2 separate regions of the Oryctolagus cuniculus genome follow, and region 2 is linked to region 1. Evidence: chromatin contacts called from public Hi-C data. All regions are on one chromosome and are shown on one strand. Each heading gives the region's core, a stretch centred on a gene start, on an enhancer-like site or on the middle of the called end of the contact. The rest is flanking DNA. Distances are from core to core; before and after follow the strand shown.

What was found. A called contact is a pair of places that touch in the nucleus more often than the background predicts.
Region 2: a Hi-C map of psoas muscle shows a contact between it and region 1, with 7 times the contacts expected there. The contact joins the promoter of EDN1 here to the enhancer-like site in region 1. A contact is called at or near these places in 5 of 6 Hi-C or Micro-C datasets (ear pinna, embryonic fibroblasts, liver and 2 more).

What each region holds. Positions count from the first base shown.
Region 1 is chr5:158,010,974-158,015,547 of mOryCun1.1, reverse strand. All of the region lies in intron 2 of LOC138849832 (a long non-coding RNA gene), which reads right to left. Among named protein-coding and RNA genes, the nearest start is that of PHACTR1, 110 kb to the right of the region's middle. Within about 2 kb of position 1,692, at least 1 of the 8 cell types and tissues checked has an H3K27ac peak or open chromatin away from gene starts, as enhancers often do.
Region 2 is chr5:158,322,702-158,327,023 of mOryCun1.1, reverse strand. It overlaps EDN1 (endothelin 1), which reads left to right and starts at 1,521. Exons shown (of 6, transcript NM_001101696.1): 1 at 1,521-1,697; 2 at 3,185-3,353. The coding sequence starts at 1,634. It overlaps LOC127493278, which reads right to left and starts at 1,580. Exons shown (of 4, transcript XM_070074943.1): 1 at 1,270-1,580; 2 at 1,041-1,185; 3 at 133-244. The coding sequence starts at 1,580.

The sequences.
Region 1 (4,574 bases), core at 443-2,942:
GGAATAACCCGCGTCTGACCCCTGGCTGCTGCTTTGAGCATAGATTTGTGGGAAGGTGCCCAGGTGGAAGCAGGTAGGAAGCCGCTGCCATCATCCAGTTAGTGCCTAGGATCACAGAGGAAGCAACGGGGGTGCTGAGAGGTGGTCAGACGCTGGAAACACTCTGCAGAGACCATGGGATTTCCTATTGGAATGAGTGTGGGGGTGAGAGAAAGGGTCAGGGTTGACAGGCAGGCCTTATTCCTGGTAAGTGAAGAATGAACAGCCATGGACACTCCACTGGTGCCACTCGTTCCATTTGGGGGAAGTTAATTTAGTGCAATCCCTTCCTCTGCCTTTGTATGTATCTTTCTAATATTAAGCTGGGGATACTCAATTTAGAAATTTTAAAGACTTTAATTGAAATATACTAGATAAAAACACTTTTTTTCTTACATCTACATGCTATTATTGCTATAAAAGGCTCATCTCATCCTAACAAGGTCTCTGATAGAGAAAGCATTTGATTAATGAGAGACAGTAAAGTATTCTCACTGGTGTTTTGTAAATGGAGACACTGAGGTCCTGAGACTTGACATGCGCTAAGATCTGGTCCTTCTGATTCCTTCGCCAGAGAACTTTCCACCATGATCACTGCCTTTCTACCACAGGACGCTGAGCCACAGAACTTTTATAATAAGCCTAATGAGTCTTAACAATGAATGAATCCTCAATTAGACAGTGCTGATTGTCACATAGGAATACAGGACACACTATGTTACCAGCTTTTCTCTTTTCTTTCCTTTGTATTTTCCTACCCTTCAGGTTAGAGTCTTCAATCTGCTACTTTTGCTGGTCTGTCTTGAAATCAAAATGTGAAGATGGACCTGAGATGAAAATGCTATTTTAACTCCTTTCTAGAAACGATGACTTTATGCTCAAATGCTGGAGAGTGGGGGATAAGTGATTGGAGTTCAGGCCCCCCACCCTTTCCAACTTACTATACTTGCCATTCTAGAATGTTCCAAAAAGCAGCAAGCTATGCTGGAGGAGAAAGTTTGTAACAATTTGTATTTCCTCTGCTATGGGGCAAAGAGAACCTTAAATGTCGGTTTTATAGACGTCTACTCTCAGGGGATTTTAGGTATGCAGCGCTTTGCCTGAGACTGGAAAGGAACCACACAGAGGTGGGGACAGCTGCTTAAAATGTTCCTTTGTTTAATTTTTTTCCTGTTATTGTATATGAAACTTTGAAACCATCCTGACTTTCCATTCCAAAGGCACATGCCAGTGCAGGTGCCAACTGTGGCGACTGGAAGAGGGGTAGGCGTGATCATTGGCTTTGATGGGGGTTCACAGCGGAAGCAGAGGGGGCTTCATGAAGAAGCTTTCCTTACGGGATTCAGATGTGTGCCCTGCTGGCGTGAGTGGGCTTCCTCCTCCACTTTTTGATGAAGGGTGCCCTGTGTGGAAACTGCCGAATACAAGCAAGCATACTGCAGGAGTCCTTGTAGACCAAGAATGTGGTGGTCACCCAAGGGCTCTGGGTTCTGCCCTCTGTCTGTGCTGACTTGCTTTGTAACCTGGGGCAGGCGACTCAATTCCCTCAGCCTTCATGTCTTCATCAATTAAGTCAGGCACGCCACAGGCGCAGGTATTATGTAAATACACAGATACCATCCTTCCTTGAAAAAAGAGCTTTGTTTAGCCAACGACAGCAGGGTGACTCAGAGCTTCTGGGTCCCACCCCAAAGTTTGAGGTGCTCTAGACAAGGCCTCTTCTGGCTCTGGAGGTGTGACACGGCTGCTGGTTAAATGCAGTGCTATCTCTGTAATGTAGTGGCAAGGTTGGGGGGGGGGGGTCTGGTCCCTCTTTTGAAGCACTGGCCTCATGGATCTGCTGGCCTGGCCATTCTGACCACGTGCCAAAGCGGATCCCTTCTTTAAGCCTCACTTTCTATGCTCTGCTTATCTTGTGGCCCCTCCCAAACACAGCTCCATCAACACCTGTGCGCTCTGCCCGTTCCTTCTGCTGACAGTCTGAGGGATGCCAAAATGTTTCCACCTGTGAGGGGTCTTCCACAAGCACAAGGAAAATGTGAATTCTGAAAAAGCTGCATGAACTTCCTTCATTTCTCCACCAAACTGAACTTCTCTTAAGTCTAAAATTCCTATTTAGTTGACAGGCAGAGAGACAGAGAGAGTGTCACAGCGAGTTTTTCGTCCGCTTCCCTTGATGGTGAATTGCAAGGGCTTGCAAGAGCTGCCCAGTCCTGTCAGACAAGTCTAATCACTCAGTTGCTAGTAACTGCAGTGACCTCTAGTGGTACTGATTTTTCCGCCAATAGAAAACAAAAGACTCCCAGATCAAAGACCAGTACTTGCGCCATCTTTTACAGTTCTGCTTGTAGGCTCAAAACCCAAGGAGTTGGATAAATGGAAACGAGTGTTTCGCTGAGTTGACTGTTGTAGTAACAAAAACAACCTCTACAAGCTAGTTTTGACAATCTCTTCTGAATATTAGCACACTCTCGTTTTCATTTGGCCTACCATCCATCACTAGGAAGCCATGGGAGACATTGGTTAGCATTCAGTTAAAATGCATCGGATGCCTCCCATGTGTCAGATCCTGTGCTAGACAGAAAATACCATATAAACATGAAAAATGGTCAGGCCTTTGTGAATGTACTTTTAAAAAGTACGCATTTTCTAAAGTCTACTAAAATAAATGTTGGTACAAAGAACTACACCATTTCAGGTTTTATGGAGTTGCAGGAAAGTTTGCTTTTCTGAAATGAAAACAAACAGGTCCCCTCTTGAATAAAGCAAAATAAGGCCTGGATATTCTTTGACTATAGTAGGATTTGCTGCCATCAGCTAGGAGGTTTGGCCAAGAGTAGAGCCAGGTAGTAAAAGAGATATAGATTCTGCTATTTTTGAAAGATCAATGTTCAATAAAGCAAAAACAAAAACTCAAAAATCATTTTAAAGAGTCATTTTAAATTTATTTTGCTTATTCAACAACCACATATCACCTTTTTTGTGGAATTCTAATTTCAAATAAATATATTCCTATATGAAAGTAATATATTAAATATGCAAATATAATCTGTTTCCAAGAAAAAAGTAGTATATATGTGTATGTATATAATGTCTACATATGAAGTGAATGTGACAAAATGTTAAAAATTGTTCAGCTGTAAAGCTAAAACACTAAACTTGTTAAAAATGACAATTTTTTTGCCTTTATATCATTTCATCAGATTCTCTTCTGCCTTGTAGTACACTGACAAGGTACAGACAGTCTGTGCACAAGGGAGGAGGGGTTCCTCCAAAATATTAATATCATGATAGCAAACCTAGGCCTTGGGGGATGAGCACTGGGTTGCCTGTATCCCAAATCAGAATGCTGGGTTTCCCTGCCAGCCTCGGATCCTGCTGCATACTACTGTGCACCCAGGGTGATGGCTCAAATGCTTGGGTCCCTGCCCCCATGTGGGAAACCTGGATTGATTTCCAGACTCCTGTCTTCAACCTGGCCCAGCTCTGGTTTTGGTAGGTGTTTGAATTCTAGGACAGTGAACCAATAGATGGATGCTCTCTTTCTATCCATTTTAGTCTCTTTCTGCCTCTCTAGTAAAACTAAAATAAATAATAAACAAACAGAAAGCCCCTACTTTGATCTTTTCTATTTGATGACTACATGAGACCAAGAAGTATTTTACTTATTAACTGTCTCTTATTTCTCCACTTACACGTTAGGAAGACCCTTGGTGGTAGCTAGCTGACAGCCTTGCCACAAAGAGCTACTCAGACATGGCAGAAATTTAGAAATTCTTCAAGCCTAAAGCAATCCAGAGCCCTCAAAATGAATTCACAGAACTTCAAATTCTCCCTTGTAAAAGAAAACTGGAATTTTCCTAAAACACTGGACTCATTTATTGAGAATTGCAGTCTATTCTCTTTAGGAGTCTCTGCTTGGCCTCACTGATGCTCATCTTATGCCCTGGATATACAGAAATAGCCATGTAAGGGCATCTAAAAAGCTCTGCCTTGAAAACGTATTGTTAAAAATCTCTTATTCTTTAGTCTTTATTATCCTGATTTATTCTTCATTGTATTTATTATGTGCCTTGTTTATTCTTGGCTCATCATCAGTTTAAACAAACTTAAAGATGTCTTACATCTTTAAGATGTTGACTTCTCCATGGTAGGTCTGGGTCTGGTTGGGAGTAACCAAAGAACAGAACACATAATTCACATTCATATGGTATTACAGGAAATATTTACAGGAGAAAACTGAAAACTAAAATTCCACCAGCATCTACAATGTATGGCTGTCTTTGATATCTTATAGTCAATTTATGAGTTCAATTTTTATTTATTTTATATGTAAAACTGTACTGACAATCTAATAGTCTGTCATAGGAAATATTTTTGTAAACATTGACTGATTTGTACACAGTTAAACAGCCTTTACTTTTGAAAACATTTTCATTCAAGTACTAGGCTAATTAGTAAACATGTTGGTTTTTAATGATCTTCCTTTATGTATTTCCACTTAAAACAACTATAAGCGTATCCCAAATAAGAAA
Region 2 (4,322 bases), core at 272-2,771, 310 kb before region 1:
TCCCGCAGGGTCCCGGGTGCTGGGGAGGCGCTGGAGAAGAAGACTGCCTGGACCCACGCAGGTCTCCCTGGGGGCGCCCTCTGAGAAGCCTGGTGGCGCGCTGGCTTCTGTTGGGTGCCTCCGTTTTCTCACCTGGAAAATGGAGCCCCTTGAAAGGGGCGGCGTCCGACGTGGGCGCTTCGCCTTCTTCAGCAAGGCGTGCTGTTACCTGCGCGGCGGCTGCCCCGTGGGCACCGCCAGGGCTCTGTCAAGGTGAGACAGACAGGCAGCTGCTTTGAACATGTCAACAGGAGAGGCAGGATCCGATCCCGTCCCCGGCCCAACGCCACCTTCCCTGCGGATCACCGGACCCCTTGGGGTGGGGGCACCCTGGTGGTGGTCCCATGGGAAAGCCGAGGGGAAACCGAGAAGCAGGAACGAGGTCCTGGGCGAGGAAGCCGGGGAGTGGGAGTGGGGGGGTGGGGAGGGGGCTGGAGCGCGCGCTCCTTTCCCGCGCCCCCCCGCCCCCCCCGCGCTCCCTCGGTCCCCGTCGCCGGCCGCAGCCGCGGGTTTCACTTTTTTGTCCTAAAACACAACTGCAGCCCCTGTGGCTCTTGATCGCCCCCTGGCGTCCCTGTCGCCCCATTTTTCTAAGAGCGGTACTGTGGGTCCGGTCCGGGGCGCAGAAGAGAGAGTTTGGGGGGAGGGGTCTTCAAATAGGTGGACAATAAAACAAAAAAGGGGGCATGTGTCTGAGTAGCTCTGATGTTTTTATTACGCCCCTCCTTTGCCAGTCCCTCCCTGATCTTCCTCTCCGTCGCCGCGCAAGAACTTTAATCCCCAAAGGACTTGGGGGTAGGGGCTGGCAGGGAGAGAAATGCACCTTGCTCGGCCCAGATCGTTGGACCCCCGGGGCGGGGGAGGCGGGGAGGCAAGCAGGAGAGCGTCCCCTTGTTTGCCCGAGACATAAAAGGAAAATGAAGTGAACAACAATGAAGAAAAAAAATCCCCCTGCACACAACAATACAATCTATTTAAACCGTGGCTCATACTTTTCATACCAATGGTATGACTTCTGCTGTAGTCCCTCTTCTGATTCTTGGACTCCCGGGCTGGCAGCTCGCACAAGGGGAAGCAGACTGCAGCGCCGCACGGGCAGGTTTACCAAAGGTCTCTAATGGGTATTTTGTTTCTGTGAGCCCGCCCCTGAATTGTCAGACGGCGGGCGTCCGCCTCTGAAGTTGCAGCGATTTCCTCTCGGGCCCGGCCTTATCTCCGGCTGCACGTTGCCTGGCGGTGACTAATAACACAATAACATTGTCTGGGGCTGGAATAAAGTTGGAGCTGTTTACCCCCACGCTATAGGGGTTCAATATAAAAAGCCGGCCGAGAGCTGTCCAAGCCAGACGCGCCTCTGCAGCTGCGCCGAGGCGAGTGTCCCGGGTCCTCGCTGCGTCCCCGCGCTGCTCCGCCGCCGCCTTCCGCGCCGCGTGCGCCCCGCGCCCGCCGCCTGCGCTCCGAGCACCGGTGGCCTCTTCTCCCCGGGACCGGAGCCCGGGCCGAGGATCCGAGCCACGAGAAGCGCTGAGGCTGTTTTTCATCGTCTGCTTTTGGGTTCAGTTTGCCGGAGATTTTTTTTTAGACCTTTTTCAGAATGGATTACTTCTCCATGATGGTCTCTCTGCTGTTGGTGGCTTTCCATGGAGCTCCCGAGACAGGTAGGCACGCACGCGGACTTGCAACCCCCTGTGCAGGTTAATGTCTCTACTCCACTGAATGCATTTCTTGCTTCTGTTTTCTTTTTATTACTAACGCTTAGATAGCAAGTGCCTGACGAGCACTGCTCGGAGCTGCCCAAGTGTTCCAGGGAAAGTAAGAAAATTCCTCCACCGAGTATAGCGGAGCATGAAAATGACTTCTGATTTTTTAAGTTGTTCTTGCATAATGCATTGGCTTGGCTGTAAAATTAAATAATGCAGAGCGGGTATGGAGAAGCTAGGACGCAGTCGAGGGTGTATTTTGCCATATAGGTGTTCGTGCAGGTACTTAGAACAAACACGCGCTGTTTCAGCTGTGTGAAAGTGTGCAATATTTCAACATTCCAGCTTGCAGCCAAGAACTTTTATTCAAGTCATTCAAGCAATATGTGAGCAGTAAAATACTACTTGCCGAACAAAGTCTGTTGATTAAGCACTCCCTCCCCCCGCCTCCGCGGGGAGTTTCGGGGTGAAGCAGATTTTTTTTTTTTTATTATTTGTCATTATTGACTTTAGATTTCCTTTTGGCAGATTTTTGGCACTCCCAACAGTGTGAGCTCTATTTTCGGTTGTGTTCACCTGTCCTGGGTTGGGAGCAGGGATCATTCTTGGTTACTTAAGGATTTAGGCAGTACCGCGGTGCGTCTCCCCGCCGCCGCCCCCTTACCCCTAATTTTTTAGGGTCAGCGCACTTTTTTGGGGACTTTTCATAACCCTGACAAAAGAGAAAGGGTGTCAAGGGGATGAAAATCCAGGAATGTGTCTGATCATTTGAAATGTACCGAATCGGGCAGATAAGCGGCATGGCTGTTGGATGGTTGGTGGGATGCGCAGGGCTGCGCCCCCGAGGGGGAGGCGGTAGATCCCACACAAGCCTGGCGCCGCGGCTCCGTGGATTCTGAATTCCAGAGGCGCAGCGCTCTCTCCAGGTGCACCAGCTGCTTCTCGGAGGAGCTCGCTGGCTTCTGCAGTGAAGGGGATATTGTGTTCGCTTCCCTTCTTCTCCCTCTCCCCATCACTTCCCCAGGGCTCTTTGCCCCCTGCCTAATTTCCAGAGGTGTGGATACCGACCCCAGACCCTTACACAAGGTGTGAAGTGGCTCATCTGCAATGAGGGAGCGGCTCCTGTACCAGGAATAGAGCAGCGATGTACTGGTTTTCAGTCAGCGGCCAGTGCAGAAGCCCACCCAAGCCCCCAGCTGGCAGCATTGCCTTGACGGCTGCTGCAGACGGGCTGGCGAAGTCCCTTTTATAGGAGTTTGTCTCTTCTGCTTCCCTGTCATTCGTGGGAAGGTGGATAAGCCAGCAGTGGGTAGAGCGAGGTGGTGTCAAGGAAAGAAAAAAGTAAAGAGCCCCTTGGCTGCCCCTGCTGCTGCAGCAGGTGCTATGCCGCCCCCGCGCGTGCCTGCCCCGCCAGATCTGGACTGATGTGCGCCTTCTCTCCACAGCGGCCTCGGGCACGGAGCTCAGCACAGGAGCGGAAAACCCAGGGGAGAAGCCCCCGGCCAGCGCACCTTGGCGGCCGCGCCGCTCCAAGCGGTGCTCCTGCTCCTCGCTGATGGACAAGGAGTGCGTCTACTTCTGCCACCTGGACATCATCTGGGTCAACACCCCCGGGTGAGTCCCTAGGGGGCGTCGTGGCTCCAGTCATTCCTGAGCTCTGGCTCCGCGGAAGCTGAAGCGCGGGTCCCGGGTGTACCCTTTTCTCGGGGGAGCTCCCGGCTTGGCTTCTGAGAGTGGCCTTCTGTGTCCTGCAATTCGCAGGGTCTTCTGAGGCCTCTGTGGCTGAGACTGGTCCCTGGGAGACGGGGTGCAAGGTGCTGAGGCCAAGCAGGGAGCCGCTATGCGGAACTGCAGAGGAGAACCCTCCCAGAAGGGAGCTGTCTGAGCAGGCTGTCACAGGGCTTGGTGGAAGAGTCTCCGGATCCTAGCTGCCTTAGCCCAGCCTGTGCTTCTCACAGCTGGGCAGAGACACAGGCAGAAGGGCGCCTGGGGAGCAGAATCCAAACCCTTCATCTTACTTCTAGGAAAAGACCTTCGTGTCGGAGGCCACCTGTGCCGGCATGAGGCAGAGCTAGGACTGGATCCTGGGTCCTGTCCCCTTTCTATCCATAGAAAAGCTCATTTCCAGGCGAAGAGAGGCATGCAGCCCGTGGGTTCCTCTCCCCCCTGCAGAGTGAAGACCAGTTATAAGCAGGGACCCTTTCACTTGTCTATCCCGTCCATGTCCCATTATGGAAAAGAACAGCCAAAACCCAAATCCAATCCGATCCAACCACAAAGAGCCTAATACTTAGTGAGGTGAAACTGTCAAGGCGTTGGGGGTGGGGGCACTTTTTACTCCTCAGGGGACAATTCAAGGAGTCCCCTTAGAAAGTACCAGAGGGTCTCCTGCAGTCATGTGATGTGTGGAAACATACATTATATCATACCTGATTCACAGGACAGTAGGTTTTACAAATCTTATGAGTTATGGTTTTGCATTATGCTTTCTGCCATCTGTCCCCCCAATATACAAGGGACACCAAAGCAAAGATCCCATAATTTTAGACCAAAACCAGCTGCTGGTCTGGAGAAGTAACTGAA